2 separate regions of the Dromaius novaehollandiae genome follow, and region 1 is linked to region 2. A link is a contact called in public Hi-C data. All regions are on one chromosome and are shown on one strand. The core of a region is the stretch at or near the end of the contact, and the rest is flanking DNA. Distances in the headings are between cores, read along the strand shown. Region 1 overlaps FGF14 (fibroblast growth factor 14). Region 2 holds the start of TPP2 (tripeptidyl peptidase 2).

Region 1 (5,114 bases), core at 1,503-4,002, 320 kb after region 2:
CTTTGTTTTTTTAGCTCTGCTGTAACTGCGACTGTTTAGACCTTTTACTTAACATCATCAAGTTCTTTCCAAGTGTTAGAGGTTTAACCTCAAATATTAATGTAGGAAAGTAGGTCTCTCTTTCTCTTAAAACATGAAACATGGGGTGAGAGCCTTGCTACACTGAGTTCAAAGGAAAACTTGTGTTTACCTCACTCATTGCTTTATATTTTTCATGTTATCAAGTTCATTATAGGCACTTGTACTTTCAAAATATTAGTAAAGTACATTCTAATTCACTGGGGAGCAATGTATAGATAGAGCTGCTTTATAAGGAATAAAACCTCCTTGGAAATCAAGTAACAGTTGTAGCCCGGAGAAGTCCTTCGCAGCTTTCATCTAACACTGAGGAGACCTAAATTTTATAGGTGCCTCTTTCTTACCTCAGGTACCTCAAGTTCTTTCTGTGCACCTCAGGATGACCTAGCAGCCAGCTGGGGGCTAGGCGCAGGTGCGACATGGGACAAGGGTGCCTCCTGCCCCAGAATCTTCACATATAGGACTCACACAGGAAAAGCTTCTGTCCAAAATGGACGTGATGCTTTCCCTTAAAACAAAGGGGACACAAAGGAACCAGACTGAACATTTTCAGCTGCATGATAGAGTTCAAACCATTTTAATTCCACCTGCAGACCTGAGCCCCAAATCCACTGCGGGTAATTCTGGGACATAGTACTTGGCGAGGCCTTGTGGGAGTCCAAAGGTGAACCATCTCTGGCAGGATGATGAGGTAGTCTAAAATATTTAATTAAAAAAGGACCATCACCTTTCTAAAATAAGTGCGAGCTTCCTGCTTTGAGGAGAGAGAGCTTGGCTTTGGATCTTTGAAGAGGTCTTTGGTGAACTTTTGATCACCTGAAGGCAAGTGCCTTCTTGCAGTGTCCTGGGGTTAGGCAGCTCCTTCATCATCGTGGCCTGGTTTCTCATCCTCCCTGTGTGTTTTACAGGCAACCTTGCTCCCTATCTTGGGGTCCTAGGGCCCATCTTGGGGTTAGACAAGTCTTTTGGTGTTGCTGTGCCTAATGAAGGCGTGCAGCCAACCACTTAGGCACCTACAGTGTCATTTGGAACATATTAGTAGGTCACTTTGACCTACTGTTTTTCCTAACCTTCGAGTTTAGGCTGCCTAAGGATCCATGGAAAAATCAGCCTGAAATCCCAGATGTCAGAAGTGGTCCTGCTATGCATCCATCCCTCTGTTTGCCAAGCTGACTGTTTGCATTCGTATCGCACAGCCTTAAACCTGGAGCAAGTTCCTCAAATTTAGGCATTTTATAGCTCAATGTCACAGACATTGGACTAGCTAAATATTTGAACAGCTTGGATTTTGGCCCTAATACCTAGCACTTCATGAAGCATAGCAGGCTTCTGGTAACTAGGAGTCAAATATTTCCAGGTGTGGTCTGTGTATGAAGTTTGTCTCCGCTACAGCAGTATTGAACTTATATGCCATCATGAAGTCAGTGTAGTTGTTTGGTGAAATGCTGTAATAGATCAAGTTTGCAGATTGTTGGAAGACTCATTAGGTTTAAAATCTTAGACTGTAATTGCTTTTTTTGGTTTTTTTCCCCCTTCCTTCATATTCTTGGGAAGTTTTGTATTTGTTTATTTTTAAGGATTTTACTCAGAAGAAGCCATACACAAGATTCTGGGTGCTTCTCTTGTGCATGTACCATGCCCAACAGTCTTCAGTTGTCTCATACTGGTTTGCAGACAAGACAGTCTATATTTTTTCTGTACTGGTCATTCTAGAAAAAATGCTTTGGTTGTTCTAGATTTTAGACCATAAAATTTTGTTATGAAGTCAGAGTCTAAACTCTGCTCAAAACTTTTAAATAAAGACTTCATCCATTTCTTGTTCAAAATTTTGGAATATGTTCTGAGCCAACTATAGAGAAAAAATGTGTTCCACTCACTTTCAGAGAAGTAGTTTGGTGCTGAATGTTTTTTATTTTTAATCATGTTACATACAACAGTGACTAAACGTGGTCTTTTTTCCTGCTCAGTCTCATTAAATATTTGAGCTGGAATGATACATCTTATGGAAAAATCAATGTAATTGTCATTTGGAAAAATATTTCAAATGCGTAAAACAAAAGTAAAACAAAAAAATGAACTAAATTCTCATTTTTAAGGAGTATATAACAATTTATAAAAGAAAAACTACTATTTAAACTCCAAATAATTCTGAATGAAGGTGATGTACATTTCTGTATTGAGGAAACAAGTACGGAAATGCTCTATGGTTGCATTTACTTTGGAAAAAAAGATACTTTAGAATATTAGATCTCTTACTATAGTATAAAATGTGATTTAATAAACATAGAGAGGAAAAGTCTGAGCTAGGATTTTCATTGCTCTTGATGTATATTCATATCTCAGACTGAACCCTAGTTCAAGCGCACTGGGCAGCAGATTTACGTTTCCATGTGTAATCTTGTTTGATTATATGAATTTTATTCTGAGGCAGTTTACTTAAGATGTCTAATATGAAGATATAGGATATAAATTTTCTAAGGAAAAGCCTCTATTACTCTCTAAATAACGGTGTTTAAATAGCAAGTACTCAGTGCTTTTCAGCTTGGGAGTAACTGTTCTCTGAAATCTCAATGAGCGCATTTTTGTTATGCCTTTTAAAAATGTTTCACTTCAAATGCATCTGCATTTGTCCTGTCCTAAGGTTTTATTTTTGCTTATAGTGCCCTCACCTGTAACTTCGGGCCAATTGCAGAACTTTAGTGGTAAAGTGGCACTTTTATCTTCGAATCTGTAGCTGGAGAAAGTACCTCTCTAAATGCATTATTTTGACAGCTAGAAACTGCTAATGTGTTCCAGCTGACTTGTATTAGTTAGCAAGTTTATACTTCAAACATAACAGTGGCTTTTAGTGTACCCTAAACACAGTTTATTTTTATGTCAAACCTCAACTGTGTACTTTTACTCTGTAATGCAGACTGAAAAAACTAAGGAAGCAATTCATTCACACTTCGATTACAGTTACCTTCCTTAGTTTAACCATTTGTCAAGCTGTGGGACTAAATGGATCAAAATAAAAAGCAATTGGGGCGAGAGAAACAAGATAGTCTAGCTGCCATTTCTGTCTGTTTTTCTTTATTTCTCCTTTTGGCACTTCTTTACCTCAGGCATTTGTCCAGGTAAAATCTCTCTCAGATCTTGACAAGAATGGTAAGTAACAGACATAACTTAGAAAACTTTTCAGAAACTCACAAGAAAATTGGGAAAGATTATGAATTTAGTCTTTTCTTCATTTTAAACAACCTCAGAAAATTCCCCCAAACATTCATGATTTGATCTGAACACAGACTAAGTGGATACGCTTTTTGGGTGTAAAGCAGCTACAGTTTCTTTCATTCTCAGGTTGTCTTGACTTGATATACAGACAAACACCATATAGGTTATTTTAGTTTACATTTTGACTCACACTTTAGTGGACAGATGCAAGGTAGCAGCTGGCGGAGTACAGGTATTCCTCTAATGACAGAACAAGTGAATGGAGGGGAATAGCTTTTCCTTGATGGAGGAATTTGAATCTGGCAGGATCTCATCACTTGCAATGCTACATTTCTGAGATTCCCTGTCTCTGGCAACTTTTCTCTCTACAGTGGTCTTCCAGACTATGGTTCTTTAGCGCCTGTGTTGTCAGGTTACAGAAGCAAGTGGAGACATAGTTGTGGCAAGTCAACATAGAAAAAGCTTACTTTATTCTTTTTAAATGGAAAGCTCATCATATTAAAAAAATCAGATTTTTGGTCTGGTCAGAAACAGTGGAAGGAGGTGGAACAGGGGCAGGATGTGTAGGTCAATCGTTGGGCTCCAGAATAGGTCAGTTCAGATTTCTGTGCAATTTTCAGCAACCAGGCAGCTTTTCTTAGCTATGTTTCTCTGCCAGCAGCTAGTCAGAGCTTAGGGATGTTCTTGGCAAAGCCTACCATGTTGAATCCTGTATCCTGTAAATCAAAGGCTTCCTGAGCTTGCTTACATCCTTCCCTGCACACACGCGCGTGCGCGCACACACACACACACACACACACACACATTTCCATTCATTTCATTCGTACTAATCTTGGTAATTCTGTTATAAATCTCTGCCCTGTTTCCAGTGGACTGTTAAAGCTTTGCTTGTGCCCAGTTAGACAGTGGTAGGTTATGTTTAGGGCCAAATATCTGATCTTCATGCAGATACATTTCAAGTAAATAAATGAGAGACAGGGTGAATGTGTATGCAGAATTTTGTAAGAATTACTGCATTGCTGCCTATTTACTTTAGATGTATGTGTGTAAATATCTACAAATATTTATATATATTTACATACATATATATGTGCACATAGTCATTGTTCTCTTGTAATACCTAGGAATCTTAGGCCAGGACCCTACCATGCTGACACTGTTCCAAATAGCCTTCTGGGTATAAAAGCCAAAATCAATGGGATATATGGAATCACAGACAATCTAAATTTAGTTTCACCATATGTATTCCACCGTTACAAGTATAATTTAAATTTTTCCATTTTTTTCTTTTGGTTTGTGGGGGTTTTTTTCCCCCACTCTCCAATTCTCAAGCGCTAGCATCAGGGTGCAATAGATAGACAATGAAGAGTGAGGAGACATTTCTTTAAATAACTGTTTTCAATAAATATTTATTTTGTGAACTATTTTTGCTGAGCTTATTTTTTTCAATTAATATTTTTACTTCTTATTCTTGGGCCAGTTTACACAGAAAACCTTTTCTTTCAATATCAGGTATTATGGCTATCTTCCTCGAATTTTGTTCCAATATATATGTTTTACCATCCTTTACTTATTTTCGAAACATGAGTTTATTTTAAAAATTATGTCTAAGCTGCTGTCTATCAATATGTGAGTTTTTTAATCATAACAAGCATTGGGAGATAGTATGTGAACAAGAGACAGAAAAGGGCTCTGGAATTTTTGCTGTCTTTTATAATGCGCCTAACATTATAACTTTAGACACGGAATTTGTTTTGGCCTTCTGAAAATGGACATTAGCAGCCTTTGCACAAGTGATGGGGAGCTTAAATCTCCTTCTGGAG
Region 2 (5,871 bases), core at 2,198-4,697:
AATAGCTGAAAAGAAAGATACTGCTACAAATATAAACAGGACACAGATTCCCATTTTCCAGAAAGTAACAAATATTGCTTTGAACAAGTTTGCTATGGAACAGTTCTCATTGCAGAAACCAACACTGTTAACTGTTCACAGAAATTCATGTTCATTTAGGACAACTGTTAAAGTAATAACCTGGTAATACTGAACAACAGTTATACAGCAGTGAAAATTTACTTGGGAAACTCCATGCATAGGCATTTACGCCATAGAATTTTCTAGCATCTGTAATTAATCCCTTCAGATGCCAGTCTCCACTCACAGAGAAGTCAACAGGTGGCCTCAAACAGAAGCTGTGCCCAAAAGCGGTTTCCATTAATAATAAATCATCCTGCATGCTAAACCTGAGATTATCAGAGTTGAGCCTTTTTCAAAACACCTCTAAAGAAAATAAATTACTCAGTGATCAAGTGCAAGAAAACAAAAAAGAAACTAACCCAAGGTGACCTCTTTGACACTGGAAAGTCATACTGCAACAGGTGGCCAGAACACAGATTTATGCTGTAGTGAACTTGGGTAGTTTTAAAAGTTACTTCCTAGCCAGAAATTCTATGTGCAACTCCTACACTATACAGCTCTTCACCCTCTAGCTGAATAGCAGGTCCACATGTGCACACGAAGTTTGTGCAACTGGAATCAACAAATCATAGTCCTTTGGGTCAGACACAAGAAACTCGAGAGTTTCAGGTGCAAAGGTCTAAGGTTCAATTCCTAATGGCAGCAATCCAGCCAGATTCACAGTCATTCAGTACAAAGTAACTGACAGGGCTCCCAGTGCTGACCTGAACTGCTTAGCATTACCGTTGGTGGGCAGTGTGCCATGATGAAACTTAGAGTTCAATTGGTTTTTTGTCCTCCCCTCCCCCTTCAAGTCCTGTAATTCTGGGTGAGGAGGAAGGAATTAAGTGATATTAATTAATTGTACTTGTGTGATTAGAAAATTCAGAAGAAGTGAATTTATTATAGTCATAAAGTATGTTTTAGCATCAAAATTAAAAACAATTGCTATATAATGAAAATATTTTATAGTATATTTATTTTAAAAAATCCCCAATTCTACATTTAATATCATGGTTTACATACAGTCATGTGGAAAAATAAATAAAATAGCCTACAAGTTTATAAATGAGAATGATTTTGTTGTTTGTACATTTTAATCTGAAGTTTCAAAAAACACATGCTTTCATGTTATCTCTGACTTTGTAGAACAATTCAGTCAGTAAATTCAGCATTTTAAAAATAATCTACCTGCAGAATCCTGTCAGTTGACCAGCATAATAGTAGTAGGGGAGAATCGCTATTTGTGAGACTCTAGACCACTGGGAATCTGAATTAAAAAGGCAAAACCAGATGCATTTGGGCATACTGCTGCCAGACTATACAATATCACCAATTCTGACCAATGACTATTGCAGCAACAAGAGAAAAAGTTAGAAATCAGCATGCAAGAAGCAGACAAGCTAACTTTACAGTTGATATCAACAGGTGGAGTGGAAAGCAAGGTGAAATGTGTTCTCTACAGCGCACTGTCACAAAAGGTTCAGAAAGGAAAGGAAAATAAGTACCAGCTAGATTAAGACTTTGTATGAAGTGGGCAAGCATGAAAAGAGCACATAGACAACCTCTTTACATGTTTCTCCAACATCCCCTCAAACTCGCTTTCACCAATGACAAGATGAGTTTCTTTTTTTCCAAAGTTCTCTATAAAATGTCTACTCCACTACCTGAAATTTTAGCCTTCAGATCAAGAAAATAGGGATAATAAGGGATTGTTATGAACCCTCATTATCTCAGTCTTGACCATGCAAACTCATGCTGTCTTTGTCCCTCATATACAAAACCTCTACAGATTTAGACTTGTTGCTTTCACTTGTCAATCCCGTCAGAACTATGAACCTTCCACTTCTATTCATAACTTCCAAATTGCCTTTTAGTGCTTTCTGGTCTGTCATGATACTATCCTGTTTGCTTGTTAGCTAACTTCCTGCTAAGCTTCCTAATTAATATTCCATTTACCTGTAGCTTTTTTGCCAAGAGCACCAGTTTCATATCAATTTAAACCAACCTACGCTAAAGCTACGCAGCCCCACCTTCCACCCTATCTGTCCTTTCCCTTATCTTTTCACTTACCTGAACTCCATAAAGGGTCACTTCAGAAAGCTGAACTAAAAGATCAGAGTTAGGTCCCTGAACTAAGTCACTGAAGAGTAAAATCTGCACTAGTGCCAAAGAAAGGGCAGAAACCACCACAGTCCCTGCTTAAATAAAGGATACAGTTCCCATGGGAGTTACATACAACTCTTTCTGAATCCTCTGACAGAAAGCATGATCACAAGAAGCTAGAAGCAGCAGTGACATAAAAGACCATATATATATATCATATATATATCATATCATATATATATGATTATATATATACATATATGATATATATATATATGATTAAAAATGTAAAATGTAAAAAAAAAATGGTGAAAGAATTAAGGAAAAACGGCAAAATGCACGAATTAAAGATCACCTACACAGAATTTTATAAAACCTGAGATCAAGATCATAATTGACAAATATGGTGTACTCTGAGCTACAGACAAAGGTAGCAGATCCAAAAAGGGCCAGCACATTCAAACCCGATACAGAATTTGACTGCAATACAACGTAAGAAAAATACACTGACAACAGAGGCATACCAAGTATGCTAGAAACACACTTTCCATGGAAAATATTTAAGTGGCTGTTTGAAGCTCACTGCTACTACTGAAATAACGCTAACGTTTAAGAAAAATACGAAGAACTCTTTTAGGGTAAGTTCTGTGAATAAGACAGCCAAAGAGATGAAGTGTCCTAAGACACCTGTGAAAGGCTCAAAACCAAAAACCTTATATAAACAGCCGAAGCGCAACACCCTGATCTACGTGATTTTCTCCGCTCTCTCATAGCGGACCTCCGCGAAGCTCATACTAATGCAGCACACGAATACTTACAGGAAACTGTAAGGAAAAAAAAAAAAGAAAAAAGGCACCACCACCAGCAGCAAGCCCCTCACGGCCACCGGCCGCCCACCGCCCCCTCGCGGCGCGGCCCCGCCGCTCCCTGCGGGCGGTGACTCAGGGCCGCTGCACCGAGGCGGCTCCTCCCCCGCATGCGACCGCCCGTTACCTGCATGCCCGGGGCGCCCGGGTCCACGCCGGTGTCCAGCACCGCCAGGACCACCCCCCGCCCGTCGAAGTCGGGGTAGCGGGCGAGGAAGGCGGCGGCGCCGGTCTCTTTCTTCGGCAAGAGGCCGTGGAAGGGGAACGGCTCCTCCACGGCAGCCGCCATCATTGGAGTGCAAACAGGGGCCGCGCGTGGCGACGGAGCGCGAGAGCGTGGGGGTGGGGTGGGGTGGGGGAGGGCACGGCGCATGCGCTCCCCGAGGGGCGCACCCTCGCGCGACGCACGGCGAAACCAGCCAATAAGACCACGCAACGTGCTGGCGCCCGCGCCGCAGCTGGAGACCGCAAGGCGCTGCAGCCAATCAAAAAAGCGAAATCCGCTACGCGCCGGAACTTCTGGTGATGGGGAGGATCTAGGAGGGGGCAGCCTTAAAGTGACCAGCACCGCCCTCCGTCCACCGGCCTTCCTGAGGCGCGGAGCGTGTGGGGGTTCTGCTCCGCGGGGGCGGGCGGCGCAGAGCCGGTTCGTGTCGGCTGGTACAGCCGCGGCGGCGAGGGGCGCGGCGGGGGTCACAGCCGTCTTCCCCTGGCACCAGGCCGGGCTCCAACGCTGCATGGGCGGCCCTGAAGCCCCGCTCCCGGGCGGGCCTCGCCTTAGAGGGCTAACGGCTCCGCCGCGGGCGGCCGGCGGCCGTTGTCCGCCCCAGGCCGGCGTTGGCCGGGGGCGGAAGGCGCCTCATGCACCGCTGAAAGGAAACCTCAGTAATACGGCACGAAGCGTGCTCGTAACCCGCTGGAAAAAAAAAAAATCAAGCATTGTCTCATTTGCTGATTCATCTCTACGAGAAAAACACGTTATGTGGTTGAACTGCCCCCCTGGGGCACTGTTATCTCCATTACAGTAGGGAGGATAATGGTATTTAAGTGTGCTGCAGTTTAATGCCTGTGCAACTACTTAGTTCTAAGCAAAAGAAGGCGAGCTATAGGCTATTGACAGCTCCAAATAAAATGTTGTTTGGTGAGATAAGTGAAAATCTCAGCTTTAAGAGAGGTCTAAAAGATATTTTCTAGCCTTCCCAACTGCAGAAAACCATGCAAGCAAAAACTGAATGAACTGTACAATCTCAGAAAACAAATACACAAAGAATTTCTTTAAAAAAAGCAATCATGTTCATAGGGTCTGACTCATGGCTTTAGCCATATAAATTGGCAATAAAGGTACTGTCTCTTCTTGTTGCTTATTTCAGTATCAATGTGCTTTCCTCAGGCAAGTTTCTGTTTGGAGAGTTTTATTGCGGAAAAGAAATTTGTATGGATACACTAATCTGTTCATCACTGTCTGCAAGGCAAAGGGGATTTTGGCTTTTGGGAATTTTTCCATTTGTATAATGCTTCTTTGTTTCCTGGATCTGATGAGATTTCTTTATTACTGAATGTATGTCAGACATGATTAATCTTCCTTCAACTAAATCTGGCATTTGTTCCTTCTTAATAGATTTTTTTTTTTTTTTTGCTAGCCAACAGAAGTAGATTATGCATTTTCCTTGTTTTTTTTGGCTACGATTGGCAACTTCTTCCAATCCATCAATGGTTTTAGAGGTCTCAAGCACTTTTATGCAATTAAAGTACCAAAGAAAACTGATGAGCAGACAGTTAAAAATACATATCTTAAAAAAAGAGTCAAAGCTGTACTGTACTTATTGTACTAATGCAATCTGCTTCCCTCTTTGGTTTTCAGTCATGAGTAACAATTTTACATTTTGAAGTCTAGATATGATATGCTTGACTGTTTCCTAGAATACTGTTGGGGTCTGATGGCCATATTCAGATTTTTTAGAATTACATAAAACCCTGACTGATCTTACTTAAGGGAGACAATTATTCTGACAAGGCCATTATTAACTCGTGTGATATGTAATTTATCACTCATTTGAGTTTAGTTTTCCTTCTGTGTGTCATTGCTAATATTTATGTTGTAATGGGAGATACTTGTATTTCTGGCAGCACATTTAGATCAACAAAAGTCTAATATATCATATTGCTAGTATATTTTGAGACATTAAGCTACATCAAAATGTTTCCTATCCCATTTAATAAACAATCTGTATTTTATAATCTGGAAAAACATTTATTACTAAGTCTGAAATTTTTTGCTCTGTTCTGTTGCATGGTGTCAGAATTATACCACTAACAAATTTCTAATTAACAGTTATGTTAATTGTAAAAGTATCTATATGATGTGCACTTCTAAGTAGGAGGGCAGGCTCTGCAGGAAGAATCAGAAAATTTGAGGAAACCAAACTAAATATCTTTGAACAGACTTTAGAGTAATACCTTGAGAGAAGAAAGAAATCTCAACCCAATTTCAGTTGCAAGGTTTAAAACTCACATTCGTATATTAGTTCAATTGCTATGTGGTATGACTTCAGAAAAGGGTTAAGACTGTGCATCTTACTGAGCACTTGCAGATCTTAACATATTGAGAGTTTCTGAGTGCACATTTGTGCACTGGTGCGAGACACTAGAGCTAATGTTTATTATGATCCCAGTTAGGGACTCAGACTCTGTAAGGTACTGCTTAAAATATCATTTATTGGAGCTAACACAAGAAGGAAAAAGAGCATAGATAATGTTATGTCCCTTCAGATGCTGAGAACCCTGAGCTGCACAGCAT

Evidence for each region. A called contact is a pair of places that touch in the nucleus more often than the background predicts.
Region 1: a Hi-C map of ovary shows a contact between it and region 2, with 4 times the contacts expected there. The contact joins the enhancer-like site here to the promoter of TPP2 in region 2. A contact is called at or near these places in 2 of 4 Hi-C or Micro-C datasets (liver and ovary).

The regions. Positions count from the first base shown.
Region 1 is chr1:160,067,364-160,072,477 of bDroNov1.hap1, forward strand. The region is part of intron 1 of FGF14 (fibroblast growth factor 14); the gene reads left to right. Among named protein-coding and RNA genes, the nearest start is that of FGF14, 250 kb to the left of the region's middle. Within about 2 kb of position 2,753, at least 1 of the 2 cell types and tissues checked has open chromatin away from gene starts, as enhancers often do.
Region 2 is chr1:159,746,784-159,752,654 of bDroNov1.hap1, forward strand. It overlaps TPP2 (tripeptidyl peptidase 2), which reads right to left and starts at 3,448. Exons shown (of 29, transcript XM_026121645.2): 1 at 3,202-3,448. The coding sequence starts at 3,447.